Regions from separate parts of the Sus scrofa genome. Here region 2 is linked to region 1. A link is a contact called in public Hi-C data. All regions are on one chromosome and are shown on one strand. Each heading gives the region's core, a stretch centred on a gene start, on an enhancer-like site or on the middle of the called end of the contact. The rest is flanking DNA. Distances are from core to core; before and after follow the strand shown. Region 1 has its middle 26 kb from the start of RPL29. Region 2 overlaps POC1A (POC1 centriolar protein homolog A).

Region 1 (6,291 bases), core at 2,735-5,234:
ACTTCACTTCTTGCCTCTCCTCTCAGGGCAGCAGCTTTAGGGCAAATCCTCCCCCTGCCATTTCCCAGCTGCATGGCCTTGGGCATGTCACTCCCCCGTCCAGCTCTGTTTCCTGAATCAGAGGTGATGGACATGAAACGCCTGGTGCAGTGGGTCCCCAGTGTGCGGTGCTCACCTTCTTCCCACAGGGCCAGCTCCTTCGCTTTGCTCTTGAGAAAAGGTTAGGCCTAAGGTCACCAGTGTGTCCGAAGCCTCTGCAGGGCCTCTGGTGGCAGCAGGGATGGCCCCTGGGATTTGCCCCCAAGGGCCCCTGGGAGGGGTCAGAGAGGTAATCTGGCTGGGAAGGGAGGCCCAGGAGCAGCTGGCCTTCCAGTCACCTGAGCAGAGTGACAGTGGGAAAGCAGGAAATCTCCAGGAAATGTGGGGCTTTGGAGATGGTGGTGCAACTGGAGGCTCTCCACCTCTCTGGATGCTCCAGGACATGTAGGAAACGCCCATGGGCATGTGATGGTGCCCTAGTCTGCTATCCAAGGCCAGGAATCCATCCTTTCTTGGTTGGCCCGCACCACTCTTGGCCCAGGAGATCACTATGCCTTCAGATGTTGAGTTTTTTTGGCTTCTGTGGCTCCTCTGTTTTAAGAATTCTGTGACCTAATTCCACGCTGACAAATTCCATGCTGTTCCGGCTCCTGTAATCATCAGCTAATGCTACTTTTGGTCCTACTGCCAGCCCAGAATCTAGGTCAAGGGTTTCCAAACTGTGTCCCCCAGGAATCCTGCAGTGGGAATGGAAGGGGGAGGCTACTGACCCTCCAAATGGAACAGCTGGGCTTTGATCTTTGATAAAATCTTAGGAGCGCCTCTATAGTGAGCTCTTGACATGTGCCAGGCATGCACAGGGCCTTTGCCGCCGAGATTCTGGTTGTCCTCATAGAACCCCACGAGGAAGTAGCGTCACATCCCCATTTTACAGATGAGGCTGCTGACGTTGTTGGAGGCCAGGGCTAAGCGACCTGCCCCAGGGCTCACAGTCTGTGGAGAGGAGAGATGGGACTTGGACCCAGTTTCCACTCTGAGCTGCTGGGAGTATGGGATCTGCAGCTAGAAAGAAAACGATGTGCAGGAGTTGGGGAGAGTGTCCCATTTTTCATGATTTGTTTCCTCCAGGTCAGAATGGGCACATCTGCTTATCTGCCCCAGAAGAGCATGGCCCCAGCCCCAGGTCACCTGGGGCCCCTGTGCCCCACCATGTGGTGTCTGGGAACACGAGGGCCCATCTGCCCATCTGTGTTTCCCTTCCCTCTGCTGTGGGCTGTGTTTCCCCCTGGTCCAAACAACAAGATCCAGCCCAGAAATAGCATATGTTTCAGGCCTCTGCTCGTCCAAGTCATAAATCGCCTAGTGTGATGTGCTCCTTGTGTCAGCTTGCTTCAAAACTTGGGGTGGGGGTGGCTGAGGGATTGTGAGGAGCACTCAGGGCCTCCTCCAGGCTGAGTAGAGAGCTAGGAGACTGGATAAGCTCAGGACTGAGGCTCAGAAAGGCAAGAAGGGACCAGTCCTTGCTAAACCTGGAACTGGCTTGAATACTCAGTCTGGAGTGGGAACCAGAGGATGGTGGCCCACATTCAACTTGAGCTTAAGGGCTTAGACTTAAACTGGAGCTGAGGTCAGAGATCAGAGGGTTGAGCTTCAGTCTTGTCCAATGGTCAGAAGTCCAGTCTTGGCTTAGAGTCAGGGTTCAGAGGGCAGGGGCCATGACTCAGAACCTGATGAGCCAGGCTCTCTGGGGTCAAGGTCAGGACTCAGGCTGAGGTAGGGTCAGAGGTCAGAGGTTAACATCAGCTGTGTGCTGATCTTTCTGGAGGGGGTCTCAGAAGAAGAACTGTGGCGAGGCCCTAGGTCCCCAGTCACTGCCCAGGGTCCTCTCACTTCCCAGACTGCCCCGAGAGGCGGTCCTTCAGGCTCTTCAGGCATCTGCTGTCCCACCTGAGCCATGTGCAGGCAGCATCGTCCTGGGCACATTTTCCAGGCCTCCATTCTGCCAGCTGAGTTTTCCTGCCTCTTCTCTGTTCTGGGCCCAGCATGACCAGAGATTTGGGGATGAGCCCACACAGCAGCTGGTGGGGGAGTTGGGGTGGAGGAGGCAAGCAGGAATGAGAGGCCAGCAGGCAGAGAAGGGTGCCAAGGAGGAAGCCTTATCACAGGCCTCTCTGTTCTCATCTCCCACGGGGCCTGGTCATGGACCAGTCTCAGCCATTCACCCACTGCTGGGGCCCTGACCCAGGAGGTCTCCTCCTCCCCAAGGGGAGCACAGGGAGATTCAGCCAAGAGGGGAACCAGCATGTGTAAGAGGGTGAGGGCTGCAGGGAGGTGAGAGAAGACCTGGGGGACAGGAATGCACGAGAGCCAGTGGAGGATGTGTGGACGAGGAGAGGGCTGCCCAGCCCGCCCAGGATGCAAGGCCTCCAGGGTTTGGCTGCGAAAGTCCCAGTCAACTGAGCTATTAATACCCAGCTACGACCCACGCACCCTTGCTGGGAGGACGCCGAGTTCCTTGGGGGCTAAAAATGGTCTGAGATGAGGGTGGCCCAGTGTCCTCCCTCTCTTCTTGTCAGAGGAGCTGGGGCCAAAGGCCAAGCTGGCCTGGAAGGAGGCTGGAGCCAGGGTGGGGGTGCAGAGGGTGACTGAGGTGCTCAGCCAGTCCAATCCCTGTGGCTCAGAGGCCCGAGGTAAGGGACTGTGGGCTGGCCAGCAGTCCCACCCAGGAGGGGACCACCACCCGGCTCTCCTAGCTCCTTATCCCCACCCAGGCCTTGTCTTTCCCCTCAGACCTCAGCTTAGTCTGCCCCAGGCTGCACCAAGGGTCTGAGGGCTGCCTATCTTCTCCTATGGGGAGGGGCCCTGAGGGGATTCTGGGGAGGAATTTGGAGCCTCTGGTGGGACCTGAGCTGCTAAAGCAGAGCCGTTCATGTTTCAGTTTCATGTGTGAAATCTCAATTGTTCACAGCATTCTTTGAGAAAGGAGTTACTGGAAGCACCATTTTATGGACGAAGAAACTGAGGCTTGGTCATGTCTCCAGAGCCTGAGCTGAAGAGACCTGGTTTGTCAGACTCCAAACCCTACCCTGTTATGTCATTATAAAAGGAGGTTTCTTGGTTTATCTCAGGGATCCGTAAACCAGGTGTCTCCATCAAAATGCCCTGATCGCCATAGTGTCCCCAGCCCTCTTGGGTGGCTGGACCAATAATGAGGGGCCTACAGGGACACCTTCCTCCTGCCTTGGTGAACCCCCCCTCCCAGGGGTCGGCAGCCACTTCCTCCCTCATCCCTAAGGCTCAAGGGCATATCCTGGGAGCCTGTGCTGGTCTTCTGGGCTCAAGGCCACTCAAGGCCACCTGCTCCCTGCTGTGACTCCCTCCCCTCCCATGACAGATGCTCCAGGATCCAGACACCGACCCCAGAAAAGCCCAGACTTGGCCGGGAGAGTCAAAATGAGAAAGTGGCTAAGAGGTGTTAGCCCTGGAGGCCCCCTGAGCCGGAAATCGCGACAGCTGCCTGGCTTACAGGCCCTGGGTACTGGGCCCTGATCCAGGGCAGGCAGCAGCCGTGTCAGGTGTCCAGAGGACTTGGGGGGAGGTGATGGCTGGAGCCAGGGCCAGCCTGCCTGTGGTTAGCAGGGCTGTCGACACCTCTTGGGCTGCCAAGGCAAAGTGGGATGAGGGGCCTGGGGAAGGGGTCCTCCCTTAGCCTGGAGGGTCTGAGGGGAGCACAGGCCCTGCCTTGAAGGTCAGGGGAAGGAAGCACAGTCCTGTCCTAAGTTGAGAGATTCCTGGCTCTGCCTGAGAAGTCTGAGTGGGACAGACCCCTAGCCTTGGGGGCTGTAGAGGGGGTGTCTTTCCTAATGGCTGGTGGGGAATGGGGTGTGGGGGGTTGTCCCAGCCTGACACCAGGGAAGGCTGCCCACTGAACCTGCCTCCCTCCTGTTCCCTGCTGGGAGGCTGGTGGCTCTGCTGGACAAGGCAGGAGGCCTCTGGCCTCAGGCTGACCGCACAAACTCCTCCCCAGGAGAAAAGTAGAGGCCTAGCTCTGCCTGGATTTTCCTCAGCCCTTGGAGTGGGTCTTGGCCTTGGCATTGGTGGAGAGGGGGGCACAGGCTAGCTTCAGAGAGGTGGTTCCAGGGGAGCCCTCTTGGGATGCCCCCCTCCTGCCTCCACCCTGCTCATTTGATCCATGCACCTCAGCTCTCCTAATGCCCATGTGCTCACCCCCTCTGGAGCCACCTCCCCAGGCAGTCTTCCTGGATTGATAGAAATGAGGAGGCCTCATGCTCCCAACTCCTACACCAGGCCTGGAGTGTCCACAGCCACCCTTCCCTGCCAGCAGAGCCTGACCTCATGCGGTCTTGGGCCTCCATCTCTTTCCTCACCATTTTTTCAACAATCCCTCCCTCCCAACTCTTTCCTAGTCCCCAGGCCTCTGGTTCTCTGGCTGATCTAGCCCCTTGGCCATGCCAGGTCTGGGGTCCTCTCCCTTTGCAGCTGTCCCTGCTGCTCAGTCTGGGCCTCAGTCCCCTGCCCTGTGTCTCTGTCTCTTCTCTCTGGGGTTATCTTGGTCCTTTGGGTTCTGACTCAGACCTGACCCTGTCTCTCTGTTTGTTTCCATCTCTGCCCCTCTCTCTATCTCTGTCTGGCTCCCTGACCTGGTCTCCCATATCTCGGCCTCTCTGTCTCTGTTGCTCTAGAACCAGGTCCCAGCAGTGTCTCCCCTCCCCACCTGGCCAGGGCGCCTGCTCAGACATCTGCTCTAACGTGTATTCACTGGGCCCCACGAAGAGCTCAGACAACACTTGTGGTCTCAACTCTGGCCCAGTTCCAGAGGAACTGCTGGATTCCCAGAAGCCGGGGGAGGGAGAAACAGGCCAGAGGGCCATGTGCCTGGAGGGGCTAATGGCCCTGGGCCTCCCTCTTCTCAGGCCACTGGCCCTGGTCCCTACCTGCCACAACTCCTGGTGCCCCAGGCTTCACATTTGACCCCACCACAGATGGTTGTGTGACCCCAGGAGGGTTCTGAGCTCATATCCTCTTGTCCAGAGTGGGGCCAGCAGGGCCTACTTCAGCAGGTGTCAGAGGAGAGATGTCAATGCACGTAGTGAACAGTTGGCACTGTGCCCAGCACACAGTGCTCCATAGAGTCCCCATTACTGTTACTGTGACTGCAATTCCTCAGGGTCCCCAGAGTCATAACAGGTGGAGTGGGGGGTGGGCAGAGCTTCTGCTACTTGAAGTGTCCCATAGCCACCCCGAGTCCCACGCCTGTCCCTTCCTCTTTTGGACAGAAGACATCTCCCCACACCAGGAACCCTCCCGTCCTCAGAGTACATCTGAATTGCACACTGCTCACCAAGTTAACCACTGCTGGCTTGGGGATATATTTTTTTAAGAAGACATTTTTTCCAGGGGGAAAAACACGCAGGAGCTATAATTAGTCAGGAAGAGGAAAGAGGAACGGAGCGTGTGAATCACCAGCCCCGGTGACAGACGGTTAGAGCCGAGCAGGTTTCAGGAGAAGCTGCTGGGGTGTGGGGAAGTTGGGGACGGCGTGCTGCCCCCAGGCAGGCTGGGGTTCTCGCACACCAGGAATGTTCAGGGATGGACACTCCACCTGTCATCCTGAAGTCTTTATGCCTTCCCTCCAAGGCTCTGTCACCCATCACCCCATCAAGGTCCCAGCTTCTCAGCTCCGCTGTAGCTCCTGCCTGCCCTGACCATTCCCAGAGCTTCTGTCCACCTCATCCCAAGGCCAGTGGCCATCTCTGCTGGCACATACCTGGGCAGAGAGCCTTGTGGCTTGAATGAGGAGAGAAACTTTAGAGGGTTTGAGTCACAGGGATTGCACACCCTCTAGACCAGCTTCTTATTCATTCATGTGTTCATCAAATACTGAAATTTTGCTGTGTGCCCAGTCCATAGACAAGCAAACAGATGCCTAGAGAGGTGGCACTCCCGGCCTAAGGCCACACAGCTGTGAGTGGAACAGCGTCTCAGCCTGTCCTGTTGTACCAACTCTGCTGAGCCGATCCTGGGCAGAGCTCCGGGCCACCAAGGTCACCATCACCAGGCCCCACTCTTAACTGAACCCATATTCTTTTTTTTTTTTTTTTTAATTTTATGGCCACACCTGCAGCACATAGAAATTCCTGGGCCAGAGAATGAATCCGAGCCACAGCTGTAACCTATACTTCAGCTGCAGCAAATCCAGATCCTTTAACTCTCTGCACCAGGCCGGAGGGG
Region 2 (6,291 bases), core at 2,695-5,194, 120 kb after region 1:
GGGCTTGTGTTGCAAAGCTGAGAGACCTGGGCCACAGCTGCTGTGGGCAGCCCAGATCTGGCCAATGGAGCAGAAGCACAGGCTCCAGGGTCCTCAGTGCCATCCCCAAGCTCCTCCCACCTGAAAGCCATGCCCACTTCCCCACACTCCTGCAGCTGCAGTGCCCTGCTTTCTGGGCTCAGTCAAGTTATTGCAGTGATTCTCAATGGGGAGCAGTGCTGCCCCCCAGGAGACACATGGCAATGTCTGAAGACATTTTTGGTCGTCACAACGAGGGGCAGTGGGATGCTACTGGCAGCGAGCGCTCCTAAACATCCTACGATACACAGGACAGCCCCCACAACAAAGATTTATCTGGCCCAAAGGATGGACAGTGCTGAGGCTGAGAACCCCTGGGTTGCCGGAAGGACAATATGTGGACGGAGTTAGAGGGGCAGGAGCTCCCTGAACTCCCAGCTCCTGGCATGTGGCTGCAGAGATGCTGAGACCCCTGAGATGCTGAGACCCCTGGCTAGCCAGAGAATCAGTCCCAGTACTATCTCAGCATCAGGGAAGTCCTTGGGCAGGAAGGGTGAAACCACACTCCTCACCTCAGGGGAAAACCTAGCTGTGGAGCTGCACTATACTGATTGGCTTGCCCCAGTTTGGGAAGATGAAAGCATTCTGTGTACAATGACAGTGATGGTTGCCCAAGAGTGTGAGTGTACTTAGTGCCACTCAACTGAACACTTAAAATATTTAACATGGGTAATGTGCTACACATATAAAACAAAAGTCCCAGCTCTCCTCCCGGCCTGGGAGCCCCGGGATCATGGCTTGCAAAGTGTACACCAGGGTACACATATGGGTGTGCTGTGACCAGAGGAGGACCTAGATGTCACCTCAGAGTTTCAAAGGGGCTTGTGACAAATGAGGAAAATGCCCTCAACAAAGAACGATTTTAGGATTAACAAGTCAGGTCACTTCGTAGGTTAGCAGAGGTCACCTCCATCACACATGAGCCTGCTTATTCGAGGCCCATTGTGGACATGGGGGCTTGGGAAGAGTGTGTGGTTTACCTGGAACCACACAGTCAGGGTTGAGACTCCAGAGCCCACACACTTTCCCTGATTTGAGCCCCACATGGTGATCAGCCCACTGAGCAGAGCTGTGATGACAGCTTTGATATGGGCCTGAAGGTGGTACCGGAACAAATGGTTTCCCTGAGCCCTGCTGATGGCCTGCCCTCCCGGGCCCTACCCTGCCCTGTCCTGTGGGTTTCCCCCGCTCCACACCCTTCATCCTAGATGATCAGGCCCTGCAGCCATGGGAAGCAAGGACACCCCACGCTTCATTCCTGAGCCAGGTCTGAAGGGACAAGAGGCAGCTTGTCCAAATTATTTTCTCGATAGTTACAAGAAAAGGAGCATGGGATTCTCCCCTTACTGGCAATTACCAGCCATTCCGAAGGGAATGGTGGCAGCACCACCTCCACTCCCCAGGATGGGGAAGTGCTGCCAGGCAGCCTCTGCCACCTGCAGTTTCTAGTTCAGTCAGCCCTGCTTAGAGGGACCAGTGCAGTGGGTCTCCAGGTCCAGGCACCAGGGCAGGCGACTAAGCCCCAGGTGTCATATCTGTGAATGAAGCAGTAACTTGACCACTCATCTGATGAGGTCAACGACAGGGCAGTACATGTAAAGGCCTTAGCTTGGCCTGGCTCACCATAAATACCCAAGAGAAGCTGTAGGACAGCCACATGGACCCCAGAGGACCCCAACCCCACATTCTTTCCAGACAGAAGGTGAAATGGCATCAGGTAGACCACCATGCAACCCACTCAACCCCAGTCAACCCCAAAGCTGAGGACCGGGCACTCCTTAGCAAATGCGGAGGGAGAACAGAACCTCTGGGCCAAGGGTAACCCTCAGAAGAAAAGCTTTAAATCCCAAGCTTGGCCTGTTCCTAGAGGTAACCCCAACACACAGTATAGGGTGTGGGAGGCGGGGGGGGGGGGGGGCAGCGCACTGCAGGAGCCAAAGAAAGCCCCAGGATGGACTCAGAGGCTTCCTGGTTCTATTCTGGGCCAACCTTGACTTGCTGGGGGCCTTGGGCAAGCCGTTTCCTGTTGTTCAGGCCAGTTTCCGTGTGTGGGAGAGGCCACACTGCCTCTAAGGTCCAGGAGGGAGAGATTTAAACTTCCTGCGGCCAGCAGAGCTTACAACCCTCGGGGTTCTAACCTCCTTGGCTTTACTGTTTACTTCAGCCAAAGCTGAATGTGACCTTATTCAGCGAGACCATATCAGTTATCATTTTTTCCCAAATATTTGTCCAAAATTAATATTGCTAACTTTTAATTCAGGAATACCGAATGCCCTTTTACCAACAAAGGTACTAAAAATGGTTTGTGGCTGAGGAACTTCCTTTCTATGGTTTTAAAAAAAAAAAGGGAAGTGAGAAGAGGGCTGGGGCCCTTCCCATTCCTCCCAGCTGTGGCTTTAGGCCCCGCACCCTCTAGGAACCTGACGCCGGATCCTGTGGCCCAAAGCTCAGCACAGGACAAATCCTTCCTTTCCTCAGGCTTCAACCAACCAGCAGCCTATGCCATGGACACACACCCCCACCTAATGGGCCTGGTGCCCAGGTACCCAGCATCTACTCTAACAGCCTCTTCACATCTTGTTTGTTCACTTGAGATTTTTTTTTTTTTTTTTTTTTTGCTTTTTAGGGCCGCACCGGCTAGGGGTCGAATCAGAGCTGCAGTTGCCAGCCTATACCACAGCTACAGCAACACCGGATCTGAGCCACATCTGCAACCTACACCACAGCTCACGGCAATGCTGTATCCTTAACCCACTGAGCAAGGCCAGGAGTCGAACCCACATCATCATGGATACCAGTCCATGGATCCATTACTGCTGAGCCACCACAGGAACTCCCGCTTCGGGATTTGAAAGAGAGCATCACAAGCATATAAGCGGTTTTTGGCAAATGATGAGACCTCATCAGAGGCCTAGACTGTAGCCCCCCCACTACCCACGAGCCCAGTGCTGTTCATGAGCCAGCCCACCAGTCACAGGGCTCAGGACTTGCTGCTAAGTCACTTACCAGAGTCCCGGAGGAGCTGGCCAGCGTGGCTGGGGGCCTCTGCACTCTTAGGACTTCTCCATAATCGATGACATCAAAGTTACTCTTCCAAACCATCACCTGCCGAGACCAACAAGCACACAGAATCAGGGAGAGAAAAATCCTTTATCATCCCTTCTCCATGGAACAGATGGGCCAGAGGCCACCCCCAAAGTTCTGGGCCAGATGTGGGATTGTGTTCCCCACCTGACACCCCCTCATCTCTGGGACCTGCCCCACCTCCCCGGAGAGCAGACCGTTTGGACAGACCCCGAGAGGATCGGAGTGCTCTACCAGGACAGGGAGTCACTATCGCCACCAGGCCTTTGCACTGGCTGCTCCCTGGGCCTGGGGTGTCTCAGGCCCAAGTTTCATGTAGCTGGCTCCTCAGGCTGCAGTGTCTGCTCTAATACCACCTTCCCAGACAGGCCTTCCCTCTGAGTTTCTAGTATTGCCCTCTATCTCCTTCATGGCATCAGAGTCAGAAGTTATTTAATCTTTGTCCCTTTTCCTTATTTATCATGTCTCCCCACTTTTAGTGGGGAGTTGTTTAGGGTGGCAGCCAAACTAGCTCCACTGTGAGAAGTGGTTCAGATACAGCCTCCAGGCCAGAGCACTAGGGTTAAGATCCCGGCTTATCCTTTACTGTGTAGCTTTAGGCAAGGGACTCAACCTCTCTAGGCCTGTTTCCTCCCTCATCTGTGAAAAGGGGATGATCAGAGCTCCCATCTTAAAGGGCTGCAGAGAGGCTCAGACACTGGCCTCCAGAGAGAAGTAACACCCCTATCCATTATTCCACATTCCCCTAGGAGGACCTTCATGCCCTGAGGCGCCTTCAACAAAAGCTGGGCAAGAGTGCTCCCTGCTGGAGGGTGTTAGCCACACACGGCTACACTCATCTAGGGTCACTTCCAGCGGGGGCAGGAACTGAGAATCATGGCCAACAGTCAACAGAAGCCACAGCAAAATCACCGAATCCATAGAAGATGGAAATTCAACGTGCCCTAGACTCTTAACCCATCAGAACAAAGCCACGAGCTTGTTCTTTGAGAGGCTCTTCTCCACTCCCAGAGCAGCACCGCAGTTTCTCTCTTCCCAGATGATGGGCATCTAGGGTCTCTCACTTGTCACCTTTAAAACAGAACGTTGGCACACACCCCTTTGCTTAGAGGGTCCTGTGCATTGCACAAGACTAACTGCTACATGATTCTGAGCAGAGGAATGGCAACAAGGAATGCGAAGAGAGAATGTCAAGTGTCATTCCAAAAAGGCTCTCCGAGCAGACTATCAGAAGGGAGCCAGGGAGTTGACAGCAGAGGCTGCCTGAGGAGGGGGCCCGGGCCTCTTGTGCTATATGAATTCCTGTCACCATGACTTTATTTATGGTGTGAGTTTACTGCACTAGTTTCTCTAGTCTTCTAAGCAGTAAGCCAGGCCTCTCTGCCCAGGCAAGGCTCCGTGGTCCTCTCATCTGGTTAGCACAGGAGCTGGTGCGGGGGTGGGAAGACGCCTGCTATCTCTTACCCAGACTGTGCCTTCAACCAACTTCGGCTTTCCCGGCAGCGACTCAACTGAAATCAGTCCATCTGATCAGGGCCAGTGGGACTTTCCCGGGTGGAGCAGTCAGAGCTGTAAGGCCTCGCCCTGATGGGATGAACATTCTGGGCGATGTACCAGGTCATCAGTGACTTGGAACATCCCCCCTTCTTCCCTGCCTCAGGCAAATATGGTTCTCTGGATAAGCAGTACTGTGTGGAACTGGAGAAAGGTTCCCTATGGGTGGACCCTTCAATGCCCTTGAAGCCTCCCAGGTGCCAGACTCTGGGCTGGATCCCAGGGACAGGCAGCCTTCAGCTCCGAGGTCTGCTGAGACTCTGTCTCTTCATCCAGAGAAGAGGTGAAGACAGGGCCTGCCCCAAGGGGCTGCCTGAGGACTGAACAAGGTCTGACTCTCACCGTGTTGCCCGCATTACCAGGCCCACAGTAAACATCCAATGATTATCTCATTTTTCACCTATAATCAGGAAAAAGAAGTTCTTAAAAAAAAAACCCTAACTTTCTCATGGCAACAATAACCCAGACTCCTTCCAACCCATACTGGTTTGAGCAATAAGGCTTTTGAGATGCTGCCACAGGGTCAGTGCCTGCAGCACACTTGCTCTGGGAAGCCAAGAGCCTTGGGTCTGAGCACCCCAGCTCATGATCCAGGCTTCAGGACGGCTGAAAGCCACTAAGGAAGCTGATGAAACCCAGCCCACCGGCCCCCAAGACACGTCAGGCCCCTGTTCTGTTCTCATCAGTATCAGCTGAGACGCCTCAGACCATTTTTTACTTACTTGTTCATCAGAACCTCCAGAAGCAAAATATTCCCCCGTTCTTGAAAAGGCAACGGTGGTGGCTGGACCCTATGAGAACAAACCAAAAAAGGACAAACACTAAAGGTTACTCTAGATTCTCAGTGCACAGAAAGGAACCAGAAGCTCCTGAGTAAGGGCAGTAGGGCAGAGGGCTGCACATGTTCTCCCCAACCTTTGGTGGAGAACCCAAAGGAGCCCATGCACGAGCACTAATGACAAAGGCCAGGCCATGTGGTCCAGGAATGAGCAGGACATTCCACGTGGACAGCCCTGCTGGGCTGGAAACGCTGCCCCCACCTCCCAAGGAGAAGCCAAGTCAGAGAGGTGCACGGACTTAAGCTGGGCCCAGCACCAGCACTAGAACCCAGTTTCCTGAGCCAGGCCATACTCCTCCCTGCAGCTGACCTGAGAAGTGCAGAGCCCCACAGCAGAGCCAGGGAGCAGAGGTAGGGTGCAGTCAGGAAGTCCAGACCAGGGCAGGATGGAGGAGGGGGAGGAACATGACACACCCCTCCAAAGGGCACGTCATTCCCCTCACGTTGGGGCTTTGGGAGAAGACGTGTTGCTCTGGCTTCCCAGGTGCTGAAGAACCACACAACTGTCCATAGCATGATGCCAGGCCTGAGCCCAGCAGTGCTCTGAGGCCAGTGGGCACAGCCAGGCCTGGGGCAGGGGGCCTGATCACCCAGTAAAAAGGGAGGGCTCTTCCTCGCACACTTGACATCCATCTCAGAAAGATGCGCAAAGCAAGAAACCATCCAGCACACCACAAACCACCTCTTCCTTTTGGCCAGACTTTGAGGGTGCCACCAACCAGCATTCCCAAGCAGGA

Evidence for each region. A called contact is a pair of places that touch in the nucleus more often than the background predicts.
Region 2: a contact with region 1 is called in a Hi-C map of retroperitoneal adipose tissue, with 2.0 times the contacts expected there. The contact joins two enhancer-like sites. A contact is called at or near these places in 1 of 5 promoter capture datasets (liver), 31 of 47 Hi-C or Micro-C datasets (adipose tissue, alveolar macrophages, blood and 16 more) and 2 of 2 datasets of contacts at active chromatin or transcription factors (alveolar macrophages and skeletal muscle).

Annotation. Positions count from the first base shown.
Region 1 is chr13:34,144,212-34,150,502 of Sscrofa11.1, forward strand. No RefSeq gene overlaps it. Among named protein-coding and RNA genes, the nearest start is that of RPL29, 26 kb to the left of the region's middle. Within about 2 kb of position 3,985, at least 17 of the 83 cell types and tissues checked have an H3K27ac peak or open chromatin away from gene starts, as enhancers often do. A contact at or near this core is called in alveolar macrophages, retroperitoneal adipose tissue and spleen, where this site is marked.
Region 2 is chr13:34,268,942-34,275,232 of Sscrofa11.1, forward strand. It overlaps POC1A (POC1 centriolar protein homolog A), which reads right to left. Exons shown (of 11, transcript XM_021068878.1): 8 at 5,439-5,507; 9 at 3,085-3,183. Among named protein-coding and RNA genes, the nearest start is that of POC1A, 36 kb to the right of the region's middle. Within about 2 kb of position 3,945, at least 20 of the 83 cell types and tissues checked have an H3K27ac peak or open chromatin away from gene starts, as enhancers often do. A contact at or near this core is called in alveolar macrophages, retroperitoneal adipose tissue and spleen, where this site is marked.